2 separate regions of the Ovis aries genome follow, and region 2 is linked to region 1. Evidence: chromatin contacts called from public Hi-C data. All regions are on one chromosome and are shown on one strand. Each heading gives the region's core, a stretch centred on a gene start, on an enhancer-like site or on the middle of the called end of the contact. The rest is flanking DNA. Distances are from core to core; before and after follow the strand shown. Region 1 overlaps EPB41L2 (erythrocyte membrane protein band 4.1 like 2). Region 2 holds the start of EPB41L2 (erythrocyte membrane protein band 4.1 like 2).

Region 1 (6,323 bases), core at 3,667-6,166:
GATGAAGGTCGTCGCGTGCCTCTTGCCAACATGTTAGTTCAGGTGATGCCACTATGAGTGATCTTCACAGGTCCACACCTAACTACAGTGGCAACTATTGATTAGCTTTTGTAAACTGAGAACAAATACAAGGGATGAAAGAAATTTTCAGATAGGTTAAAAAAGAAGCAATCTCTAGGTCCAATAACTATCACTTAGCCTACCGTATTAGTAGGGAAATTGACTTTTTTATTTTATTGCCTTGTGAAATCTTGGGTCTAACCTTTGTGATTTTGATTAAACGTAACAAGTTGAAAGGAGCAACCTGTACCAGTCTCTTGATGTCTTTGCAAATACTTGGGATGCTGGCCCTCCTTTCTTTGCATCTTCATCCTTCAGTTTAGCTGCCAAATGGTGTCCGACTCTTTGTGACCCCATGGACCATAGCACGCCAGGCTTCCCTGTCCTTCACTATCTCCGAGTTTGCTCAGATTCACGTCCACTGAGTTGGTGATGCACTCTAACCATCTCATCCTCTGCTGCCCCCTTCTCCTGTTGCCTTCAGTCTTTCTCATCATCAGAGTCTTTTCCAGTGAGTGGCCAAAGTGCACTTTGACCACTTTGCATCAGTGGCCAAAGTATTGGAGCTTCAGCATCAGTCCTTAAATGATTATTCAGGGTTGATTTCCTTTAGGATTAACTGGTTTGATCTCCTTGCAGTCCAGGGGACTCTCAAGAGTCTTCTCCAGCACCGCAGTTTCAGAGATGGGTCTAATTTTACAGTCATTCTCTGCTCATCTACTGTTCTGCAGATGACTGTAAGTAGGTATTTCTCAGAGTGGATTGTAATCATTGGCTTCCTCCCCTGCTCCCTTACTGGGTTATGTGTCCTAGCACAGTGCTGGGTATATAGTGGCCATCGCCTCCTCATGGAGTGGATGAATGGAGGAGGCAGAGTCAGGAGGAAACACCTTAATCTTAAAACTGAGTAACAAAACAGTTGGTAGAGCTTTTGAAACTCAGGGTGCTGGGAAAGGAGCCTAAGTAAGCGAAGAGTAGGAATTGTATTAGCATCACCTTGTTGGTGTTTTTGTGCTGGGCCATTTTTTTCTTTTTTCTTTTTTAAACGTTAGCAGTCTAGGTAGCTGAGGCAGGAAGGCTAGTCTGTGGCCTTGGCCCTTTCTGCATATCTGCTGGGATAAGTGGTGTTCATGTCTTTTACCTGAAGTTCCTCCAGGCTATATTACCCTCTTGCTCTGAAGGGCTTTTATAGCTTTTGCATGTTCTCAAATCTGCCTGTTTGCTGGCATATGTTATTTCAATCTGGATTTCTCAACTGCGTTAGGTCATGTCCGGCCCCCCTCCAGGAAGAACTGAGTATTAAAATGATAGAAATGACCCCTGAAACCGGGCGGTGATTTCGCTGTGGCTGTTCTCTTAGGGCACATAGAGTTCTGGCCTTAACCTTTTATTGTCTCCTTGGGCAGATTTGCTTCCTTTGCTTTCTCTTCTGGCCCTTGAATTTCAAGAGCCACAGCTTTATTTTACTCTGGGGTTTATTATGTGCCTGAGTGTCACCATTAGTGGCCTGGGTGGGAATAAATAGCAACCCTGTAATGCATGTGTTTTGTTTTTCTATTGAATTACATAAAAGCGTTAGACATTTTGATTCAAAATAGAGATAATTATGAGAAAAGCTGTCTCTCTCAGTGAAAGGCTCACTAGCCAGGCACCAGTGCTTACCACTGTGGCCATGTCGTTGGACTTGTCCCTTGCAAATTGAACATGCCTGATTGCACAGGTGTTTGCATGGTTGAACAAATTATATTTGGACAATAAACTGTTATGCCTGACAGCGATTAGAAAGGCAGGGCAGAGTTGCACATGAATTACTTTGGTAAGAGAATTGAGGAGAGAGTATTACCAAACATTTTTTAAGAGAAAGCAAAAAGACTTTTTATTCTTTGCCAGTTAAATGCCCTTAAACTTATAGTAAGTCAGTCTTGTACCAGGCAGATTTTTTTGTTTGTTTGTTTTATTGAATGGCTAGTAACTTTTTAAATTTGCTTACACCATTGAGTGTGTTGAGCACTATCTGGTTTTCCCTATTGGAGGACGAATACAGTTAGATTGTGGCTGAGATCATAGGAAGAACCAGTATCCAGTGTCATATATTTTTGGTCTGTCATTTTTTGGGCTTTATGCACAACTGTGAAATCTATGTCTGGAAGAGTGGGGGTGTGGGCTGACTAGGGAACTGTCTTAGGATTTCTGGAGCTCTCTCAGAGTCCAGTTAAAGTTTGTGGCCATGAATTTGAATTGAGAAAAGTTACCATCGTTACTTATTTTTGTCCATGGCTTGGGTGCAAGTCTGAAGTAAAACTGTACCTGAGGTGGAGCCAGAGAGTATGTGGACATGCTGGAGGAGAGAGGGGCTGGGAATTAAAGGTCTGCTGGTGGCCCACGAAAGTCAGGCTGCTGTGAGAGGGTTGTGAAGATGGAGCCGTGGGGAGGGGCTGGGGGCACAGGCTGCTCAGGGTCACAGAGTTGTTGGAGTTGTGGTTCACAAGGAAAGACAGAAGATAATCAGAGGTTGGGATGAATGAAAATGAGATAATGGTAGGTCTAGGGCAGGATTTTTCAAGAAATCATTTTAGAAGCCCACAACTGGCATTTAGAAAGTGAAATGGCATAAACAACATGAGAGTTGGGGCTTTATCTAGTCTATACAGAATTTTATGTGAATTTCAAAAAGACTTCCCCTTTTGGGAAAGCTTTCCATTAGCAATCATCACACCTCAGACAAACCTCACTGACTAGAGTAAAGCTTTGCCACTGCGCAGAGCTTCCCCTTGGGGAAGGGGAAGAGAAAGGGAGGTGGGAGGAAAAAAGTGCCCCCTTTCCTGGCTGAGGCAGCCCGCTAGCAGGGAGAAGGCTCACTGGGACTGGGGCCGGATTTAGCACAAAACGCTTAGGCTTTAGGCCTGATTGGAGTGGCCACTTGAAAACTGTGTTTCCATTAAAACCGGGTGTGTTTACTGTGTAGTTGCGAAGTGGGTTGGGATGTAAAATGTTTTACTCTTATACTGTGGGTCACAGAAAAAAATTGCAAGACAGTGTTTGGGAACCGTGGGAACGGGGAACAGAGGGTACAGAGGGCAGGATCAGGGTGGAATGCATCCTAGGTTTGGGATTCAGCCCCCGCTCTTATAGCAGAGGCTTTATACGTGGTCGGGTGGTGGGGAAGCATGGTTCAGACACTAGTTGAGCTTCTCGCTCAACCCTGGGTCTGGGGAGCTTTACTGTCCGACTGAGGGAAATAGACTAGGAAAAAGTCAAAGTGTGGGTCACAATCAAGATCCTGTGATTCCGTAAAAGCTAAGTGGTGAGGAGAGGTGGCTTTTGATGTGTTCTGGGTCATAGGGAGAGAGCTTTCTGCAACTTAGAGTCATGGGTTTACCACATAACATGTAGTCAGTTGTAGAAAATTGAAAATTGATTTTTAGAGGGTTGTGAGGGCGACAAAGCTCTGTAAAAGTTTATGTGGACAGTCGTGGGGATTGTGAGTTAGAAGTTCTGGCTTCTTTCTTTTTTGACTGTCTCGTTGACTTAAAAAAACAATAAATGAGCATTAGCATCCCTGTGTGATCTTGGCTCTGCCTTTGGAATGTAAGTAAGAATGGACAAACACATCTGGACGTTCCTTGTCCCTCTTCCCGTGCTCTGAGGAGTAAAAGCTCGACAGTAAATTGTAAGACCTTCTGTAGCTTTCTAGTCTGAACTTGAGAGGTGGAGAGTTTCGTTTCGCTTCCTATGGGGCCATGTTGGTCAGGTGTTGGTGGTGGCAAGCAGGCCACAATTCCATGGCTTTTAAAAAAAGGGATCAAAGCATGGTGGAGTGGAGAGTTAGGCAGTTTGGGTAGAGGCCCAGGTTCCTGTGGCTCTTCATCTCCAGTTGCCAAGAGTTGCCGTGTCAAACCCCTGGTCAGGTACCACATCTCTGGGGTGGTCCCTGCTGGAGAAGTAGTGGAGTTGGGAATCTTCACTGGACTGGCTTAGTGTGAATGAAGGGTGACAGAAAGGGTCAGCCCCCACTCATTGTTCTGGGGAGCAAATGTGTGTTAGGGGAACTCCTTATGTGTGTTTTCCTTAAAATTTGCAGTTAAGCTTTATGGATTAATTGGACCATCTTAAGTAGGCTTGGGGAGTTACTATTCCCTTTAGTGGCTGTTTTCTGTGGGGAAGAAATAATAACAGCTGACATTTACTTACTTAGAGTTTGTTGTTGTTCAGTTGCCAAGTCATGTCCGATTCTGTGACCCCCATGGACTCCCATCCGCAGCTTTGCTTTTGTCATTCTTATCTCATTCCCCCCTGTGCTCACTCCTTCCCCAGCAAAGTCCTCACTTCATCTGGGGTTGGGGTGTATGTCTGTTTTTTCCTGTTTCCAAGGCAGTGACTCAAAATCTGGCCTGTCATGAGTCAGTTCAGTTCAGTCCCTCAGTCGTGTCGACTGTTTGCGACCCCATGGACGGCAGCACACCAGGCTTCCCTGTCCATCACCAACTCCCGGAGTTTGCTCAAACCCACGTCCCTCGAGTCGGTGATGCCATCCAACCATCTCATCCTCTGTCGTCCCCTTCTCCTCATGCCTTCAGTCTTTCCCAGCATCACGGTCTTTTCCAATGAGTCAGTTCTTTCTGGACTGCGTATAGACAGGAGTGCAGAATTAGTCCTTCTCAAGCCTGCTGGAAGTTAACAGTTTAGAGCTGCTGAAGTTTGACCTTCAGGGAGGGTCCTGCCAGTGATGGCTGTGCTCTACACAATGTGTTTAAAGCTGTAAAGTTCTGAGTGTAGGATTCCTAAGCAGAGTACAGTCACGTGTGACTGTGAGGTTTTCTTGTGCCAGGAAAGACTGTGTTTTTATGTTAAATAGCATTGGGTGGCCTAAGGGATTCTAGCCACAGCTGCATTCCAGAGACAGTTCAGAGCCATGGCTGGTAATGACATCACCACCGCAGGTGCCAGATCATCCCCCCCCCCTTTTTTTTTTTTTTCCCAATATAGCCTGCCCATGCCTTTTTTTCTTAAAGGACATTTAAGTACTACTGTGAGGATTTGTTGCAGAATAAGTATGAAATCCAGTTTTGGGGGTGTGTGTGTGTATGTGTGTAGGTAGAGAGATGAAAATAAAGTGCTTTTGGAAGATCACGCAGTCCCAGAAATTCCAGTTTTAGGTTACTTGCGTTCAATCACTCCCACGAGATTTTGATGGGAAGGGGTGGGACAGAGGAGGGGGTTCAGACTAGAAGAGAAAAGTAGCTGTGAAAGAAAAAGGATGAGGGGCTTCCTCCCTCTACCTTCCCTCTTATCCAAGATTGGCCTGGAGTGTTTCCAAGAGAACTCTGATTTCCAGTGTATTTCACAGAGGCTGAAGAGCTCTGATTCCAAATGTCAAGCTTGGATTCAGGGATTGGATTTTTTTTTTTAAATGATAAATTTATGTGTTTGTTGAATAAAATTTGCAATACAGAGAAACATAAATAGTAAAAGCCATCCTCATTCCCACTTTAAGACTTAATTCATATTTTTATTTTGTAAAAAATGCATTTGGTGGTGTTAGAATACATTCAGAGGTTATAGGATAAATACTTCAGTAAATGCATATTTATGTACATTTCACAAGAAAGGGCTCATACGATGGTTTTGACGTTTATGTTCATTTAACTTTGTGTCACGTTTGCCATGCCAAGTAGTTTTTTTTTTTTTTTTTTTTAGAATGCAGAATTTTAGAACTATGGGGTACTTTAAGAGGTAATGAATCCTCCCTATATTTAATAGATTAGGCAATTTAATAAAATGAAGTTAAATGACTTGCTCTAAATTCCCGTTACTTTCAGAACTGGAATTAGAACTGGTTCCATCTATTCCAGTATACTTTTAACTATCCCATTCTGCCTATTTTACTTTATGTACTGGCAAAAATTTGTGAATAATTATCTCTAGGATAAATTAGAGATTGTTGCCCCAGGTAATTTAATCCATCTCACTCTTAACTTTGAATATGAAAAAAAATTGAAACTTTGAGACTACTCACACACACCTGTGTAGTTAAATTAATTTGCCCCAAGTGATTTGGAGATGTTAGAAACCATTATGAGATGGCTGGATTGTTGCTATTTTAGGGTTATTTGATGTGAACCTTAAAGAAGTGAAGTTAAAAAATGTATGCTTTACACTTAGCACAAGCATATTTGAAGTGTTTCTTTCTGTCATGTTAAAACCAATAAATCTCTTCAAACTTTTTAGTGGTCTTGCCAAACTGTTAATTATCATCTCCTTTG
Region 2 (6,664 bases), core at 1,689-4,188, 55 kb before region 1:
CTCTTGGCATTTGCATGGTGTCCTTGTAGCTTCTGGCAGTGGAACTGGGATGGATGCATTCACAGGGAAGCCTGCAATTGTCTCCATCAGACAGCATGCTAGGGCAGTGCCGGGTCTTCTTGCCTGTGCATCATGGAAAGAAGGGCTGGTTTCAAATCCAGAGTCATCCAGATACTTCCACCTGGTTGGGCTTGGTACCCAGAAGGCAAAAGATAAAAGAATGAATCACCAGCATAGTGAGATCAAGATTTCTCAGGAGCATGCCTGTGTGAGTGAGTGGGTAAATAAAGAACAGCAACGAAGTCCTGGGTAAATTTATAGCCCAAATTGCCAGACTGGCTTTGCTTGCAGATGGTGCCCAGAATTAAGGCTGTGATGCTAAATTTGGATGTAGTATGAATCTCAGATCTGGTATCTACTCCTGTCTTGTTCTCAGTGTCAGTCTCGCCTGTTACTCCCATCTGTCTAGTGGGAAAACCCAGACTTGCTCTTATCAGTCTGTTTTCTGAGGGATTAATATTATCAGCTTGTCTGTGTAGCCAGTGTTCCAGCCTGCTTACATCTCTGCATATCACCTGTTCAGGACCTTGTCCTGCTGTCCGTCCAGTCCCTTCTTCTTGCCCTGTTAGGACTTCTCTGTTTGCCTGGACTACCACCTGTTGTTTACTGACATCTGTATGGTACCGTGTTCCACCTGTTTTCTTTACTTCCTTATAGCTCCCACTTTGTGATCTTCCTACCTTCACTTCCTGTTAGGTCTTTGCTAAATTTGCTTCATTCCATTCAGATGTTGGGGCCAAGTAAGGCTGTGTCCAAAACAGAGTATAATTCTTCTACATAGTAGCCTTTAGATATTTGATAACAACCTTTCCATCACCTTTAATTGTCTCTTTAGGCTAAGATTTGCTGGTTCCCACATTATCAAGGTTACCCATCTATGGATATAATTTAACTTGTCAATATCCCTCTTAAAAGGTGGTGTGCAGGGCTTCCCTCGTGGCCCAGTGGTAAAGAATCTGCCTGCCAATGCAGGAGACACAGGTTAGATCCCTGGTCTGGGAAGATCCCTTGTGCCACAGATCAACTGTGTGCCACAGCTCTTGAGCCTATGCTCTGGCTCTGCAGCTAATGAGCCCATGTACTGCAACTACCGAAGCCCACATGCCCGTGTGCTCTGCAACAAGAGAAGCCACCGTAATGAGAAGCCTGCACACTGCAACAAAGAACAGCCACTACTCACTGCAACTACAGAAAAACCGGTGCAGCAACAAAGGCCCAGAATAGCCAAAAATAAACAAATAAAATAATTTTTTTAAAAAGTGGTATACAGAAGTGATTTGCAGACTTCAACAGATGATATAGCAGGGAACATAATTTCCTCTATTAAGGACATTATGTTTTATAAATTATGCCTACATTTAATTTATTATATTGCATTAACATTTTAAAAGGGTTTCATCACAGGTAGATTAAGGTTCCATGGGTCCTAAATCTTATATAATTTTAGAGATTCTTTAAAAGAATAAAACAACACATGTGAAGTTAGTTTCAAGGTCTGCATAGTTTCAAGACCTGTGTAGTTTCAAGTCCTCATTTCATTGTAAATCTGCCTGAAAGTTTATAATAGTATTGTCTCATAATATTTCCTGGTCTTCTTTACCAGAACTGCTTTCTAGTCAGACTTCCTCTCTGTGGTAGTTAACATACCCTATTAAGTTTTACTTGAGTACTTAGCATAGAGGGCATTAAGTAAGTTAACTCATGTGTGGGACAGAGAACAATCCCTGGCACACAAAGCATGCAATAAATGTTAGATTTTATTATTTTTATTATTCATTGGCAGGATCTTAGCAAGTAACTTATCTTCCTGACTCTTATTTTCTTTGATGTAATGAAGATAACACTTGCTCTGTCTTTTTCATAAAATTCCTGTGAGGATCAAAAGATAAAATGTTAATACGCTTTGTTAACTGAAAATATCATACACGTGAAAGGTATTGTAACTGGTGTTTCATTTGACATTGGTAATTTCAGAAAAGACTGTTAAGGAAAGAAAAGATTTTACTTTGGCCGAGGTGGAGTCTTTAAAGATCTCAGTTGAGGTGGGAGGAGGCAAAGAACAAGAGGTACATGGGTGGCAGACGCTGGAGGCAATGACCAGGACAAGCCCGACGGACATGCCAACTTTCAGAGAAGAAGAAAGGAGTAGAATCTGAGAGAAAGCGATCTAATTATACAAAAGAACCGGAAGAAATCGTCTGTGTGTCTTTCCACAACTGGCCTGAACCTCGGGTTTCTAGCTTTTTTTCCCCTGCCACAGTCTGCTCTGCAGTCCAGGCTCCTAGGACCCTGCCTGGAGATCTACCCACACTTTGGGTTCAGTATAAAAGCCCCTCTTCCAGGGGGCTTCCCCAATCCCTCCCGTGCCTCATACAGGAGGAATAAACGGTTCCCTTTCACTGTCCTCTCTGTGAAAGCACTTCCACTCTAGACAGAGGAGAACCTAGTTTTCCTTATTTCTGTTTCACCAGGGCCTAGCTTGGGGTCTGCCACCGAAGAGGTGCTCAAGCAAGGTTTAGTCAGTGGATTCACTTTTAAGAAATAACTTTGGAAATTGATAAAAGAGCATTTAATATCTGGATGCACGGGCTAAGAGCGGCTTGAACACAGGCATCAGCAGTCATTATCTAGGGTAGCTCCCAGGGCGAGTCGCGTCCTTTCCGCGCTGGGTACCCAGCGACTGCGAGCCGCTAATCCCGCTGAAAGAGTCGGTCGGACTAGCGGGGGCGGGGGCGTGGCCTGGGCGTAGGGGGCGTGTCGTGGCCCGCGGGGGTTTCCGCACCAGGGGCGCGTCCGGCGGGGATGCGGGAGGAGCTTCCGCCGCGAGGGGGCGGGGCTGGGGCGCTAGTCCTCTGACGGCCCCAGCCAGGGAATTTCAATTTGAAACCTAGCGGAGGGAGGAGGCGGGCGCGGCGGGCCGGCGACTGGGGCTGAAGCGGGACTGGTCCCGGCGGCTAGCGAGCTCCTGAGTACGGCGTCCGGGTAAGGAGGCGTGCGGAGCCGCGGAATGGCTGGCCCGGGACGGGGGAATCCCGGGGCCGAGCGTCTGGTCTCTGCGGATCTGCAGGGGCGGCTCGGATTTTTCCTGTGGCTGCAGCTGGGAAGCTGATCCCGGGCAGGAAGCGGTGGCGGGACGGTCCCACCGGGAGGGGGAGGGCTGCCGGTGTTGGGGTTTTCTGCGGCTCCCTGTCTGCCCTCCTCCCCATTCCCGACCCGGAGACCGGTCCTGTTACTACAGGCCGGATCTCCGCTTCCCTGCTCCGCTGCGGTCCCCCTGCTTCTCCCTTCGTGAGAGCGGGGGCCGCGTCTGGTCGGCGCCGAGAGAGGTGGGGGCACGGTGAGGACTGCGCCTGCCCCGCGGGGGTGCCGTGGGCTCAGGGTCACGCGTCCCGGGCCCCGCGGCGCGGCTGCAAGAGGGATCCGGCTCCATCCTGGCCGCGGGCCGCGGCGCGCGAGTCTGTTCCGATGCGGAGCGGCCCCCTCCTTCGGGGCCGGGGGCACGCGGCGGCGGCAGCATTGCCCTTCAGCAGGATGGTTTTGGAAGAGGAAACGCGAGCCGAGGACGCCACGCGTCCCGGGTCGGGCCGCGCGCCTGGGCGCTCAGGGTAGCTGGGTTCGGGCGGCGTCACTCGCTCGGTCCCTCCAGACGCGGACCTCCCGACCAAAGTGGAGAGAAACGCACGTTTTGCTCTCTGATCCTTGTAGTCCCGGCACCCGGGTCATCTCACCAGCGATGGCTTATTTTTCTCCTCTGTTTGACGGCAGAGTTGGGAGCATTTTTAGTTGCGCTGCTGGGGTAAGGACCAGCAGCGAGCAGGATTGGAATCAGAGTCTAAATCCCCAGCAGGAGTCCCTGCTCCGGGCAGCTCGGGAAGACGTCGGTCGTAATTTCTGAGATCTCTCATCTTTCTTGAGGTCAGGGTGTTTTGGCGAGGTTAGAAGAGCCCTTGCCTAGTCTATTATTTTGGGGAGGAGGTCTGTGTGGATCCTTCCTTCTGACTTAGGACGGTTAAATTGCATTCCCCATGAACAGCACAGCTGGCCGTTTTTAAGAGCTCTAGTGGGGTGAGAGGGAAGGAGGAACCTAGAGGATCTGTGAATATAGGTTCTCTTTTCTGAATCACATCCTTTCCTCAGTTTTTTTGAACTTCTCGCATCTGAAATGGCACGTGTATGCCAGGCGTCTTGTTCTTGTTACTGTTATTTAAGCTTTTTTTTAAAATGAATCTTAACAGTTTATCCTTTATTCTTGCTTTTTTTTTTTTTCCAGTTCCCTTTTTATTTTTCCCTTGTTTTTTTCCTTCTTTCACCGGAATCAGCTATTTCTGTATTCTCGATTTATAATACTGTATGGAGAATTTGAGTTTTAACTCGCGTCCTATCACATTTCCTCTTGGGTTTAGCACTTGAGGGAAACTGAGTCAGTTCCTTGGCCGCAGGAACTGGGATTTAAAATTCTGTCTGTGAACAGGTTTTACTCGGAAACGAATAGTACTTAATCCTATTCAGTTTCCGTTTGCGGGACTCTGCTGTGAGAAATCACAATCTTGGATTGTGATAAGGGCCAGCTGAGTACATCCATCAGGCTGACACAGCTTTTAAAGAGCTAGGTTGTGTCACCTGTCAGAGCTCCAAGGGTCAGTCCTAAAATTCAATTGAAGAAATCACTGTCAAATCTCAGATGTCTACTTTATAGAGGTTATTGGAGAACTGTACAAGTGGTAATGACTTGGAACAATGGGGTGGATTTAGGGCTAATTTAATCCTACCCTGTCTTCCTCACTTCTTGGGCAGAATTCCCACTGAAGTCAGTAGTGGTCTTGTGTGCAGAAGGCCTGCTGAGAACAAGAGGCTGCTCATTTAGAGTAACAGGAGGGGACAGTTTCTTCCCTTTAAAAACACCCCTCTTTAAGAAAGACCTAGTCATAACAGTGCTTTAATCTTTTATTTCTAGTCAAAGTTAGACCTTCCAGAGAAAATAAGTGTTTGAGTGGAGTCCTCAACTTCAGATTCTTGATATCTAAATTGGATGGGGATTGCCTAAAACAATTAAAAGCGATTAAAAAAATCATTTAATGAATTTCAGTAAAATTATTACTAACTTCAATAAAAAAATTTAAACTGCTATATAGTATTCTCAACTGGGTATGTATATTAAACTGGGTGTATGTATATATATATATAAAACTGGGTATATATATTAAAATCTGAAAATTAATTCCAAGTGAAAAGGAGCAGATTTAGGAGACAAATGCGAAGAGAAGCCCACCCTCAAACAACTATAGAAATATAAAATAAGAGAATTCAGATAGCCCTTGCTATATTTGGAGAGATACCTTTCAGTTCAGTTTTATGTACATACAGGCTTTAATGACTGGGCCCATCATTAGATTTGGAGGTTTCTAAGTTAGTTTTGTGTGGATCTGAGTTGGTAAGCTTGTTAGGTCCTTTGCTTCTTAAGTAACGTTCTTGTGGTTTACCCTTTCCAAATTACCCGTTCGAAAGAACTGAGTTTAGAAAACCTATCCAGTCACCAGATCTTAAAAATAGATTTTTTAAAAATCAGAACCATGTCCACGTGGACTTCCCAACCACTTGCTTTCAACTAAAAATACTTGCAAAGATGACAAAGCAGTCCTTAACTGGAATATTTATTGGTAAAATTACTCTGTGATTTAGTAATATTGTATAGTTATGTTTAAGTTCGGGTTTTGCCCTGAATCACCACTCCCATATAACTGACTAGAGAACTACAAAGGTTCTGTCTTTGTCATTTTATTTAGGAATGTGGGGTTTATGTTTTATGTAGCCGAATGCTAAATATTTTTGAAGATTTGGTTTTGTTTCTGTTTCCACAGGAAAGCATAGGCCTTCTTCTTTTGTTTTTTGAACTGACATATGTGTGGACTTTCTGAAGAAGTATGAATTGCTAGTATCTGTATAAGGCATTAATATAGTTTATAGGGATCAATATTGCTGAGGATCCAGTTTTGCATTTCTGAACATCTATATTGTTTACTCGGAGAAAACAAAGGAAATATGCTGACCTCCCCCCCCCCCCCACCTTTATTTAGAAACACATCCAGTGGCCTTGTTTGTTTTTTTCAGATTCAGAATTACTGTACCTAACCACCGGCTACCCTTACACATTTAAAAGCCACAAGTAAATGTTTGTGCTGGCTTCAGTACTCAGCAAATACTAGCCAAACTCTAATTTACTGCCCGTTTATAGAATCTTGGAATCTCAGGGCCGGACCTTTAGGAGTCAGCAGATCCACTCTCAGCCCTTTCCCCTCAACACACAAACATTTCCAGCCTCTTTGGAAGGCCTCAGTACATAGAAGATTTGTATATGATTCCCCCACAGATTCCAGACAGAGTGCCCTTTGGGAATGCCATGTTTTGGCATAAACCAGCAACCTGATACTCATAAGATTTCTATCATTCCTCTGACAGAGCAGTGCCCCAGATTAAAATCTAAAATGGAGTCGGTGCCTGGTATCCTTAAGTATAGGGGAATGGCTTCCAAGTGTAAATAGTGTTGTTACTTAGATGTTACAGGTAAGCCAAAAAGGAAGGAAATAATTTCTAATATCAACTAAAA

Evidence for each region. Hi-C and Micro-C count contacts between places; a contact is called where the count stands out from the background.
Region 2: a contact with region 1 is called in a Hi-C map of hypothalamus, with 1.6 times the contacts expected there. The contact joins the promoter of EPB41L2 here to the enhancer-like site in region 1. A contact is called at or near these places in 4 of 16 Hi-C or Micro-C datasets (hypothalamus, muscle, skin fibroblasts and 1 more).

The regions. Positions count from the first base shown.
Region 1 is chr8:56,556,819-56,563,141 of ARS-UI_Ramb_v3.0, reverse strand. All of the region lies in intron 1 of EPB41L2 (erythrocyte membrane protein band 4.1 like 2), which reads left to right. Among named protein-coding and RNA genes, the nearest start is that of EPB41L2, 54 kb to the left of the region's middle. Within about 2 kb of position 4,916, at least 11 of the 54 cell types and tissues checked have an H3K27ac peak or open chromatin away from gene starts, as enhancers often do. A contact at or near this core is called in hypothalamus, where this site is marked.
Region 2 is chr8:56,609,807-56,616,470 of ARS-UI_Ramb_v3.0, reverse strand. It overlaps EPB41L2 (erythrocyte membrane protein band 4.1 like 2), which reads left to right and starts at 2,938. Exons shown (of 20, transcript XM_060419645.1): 1 at 2,938-3,042.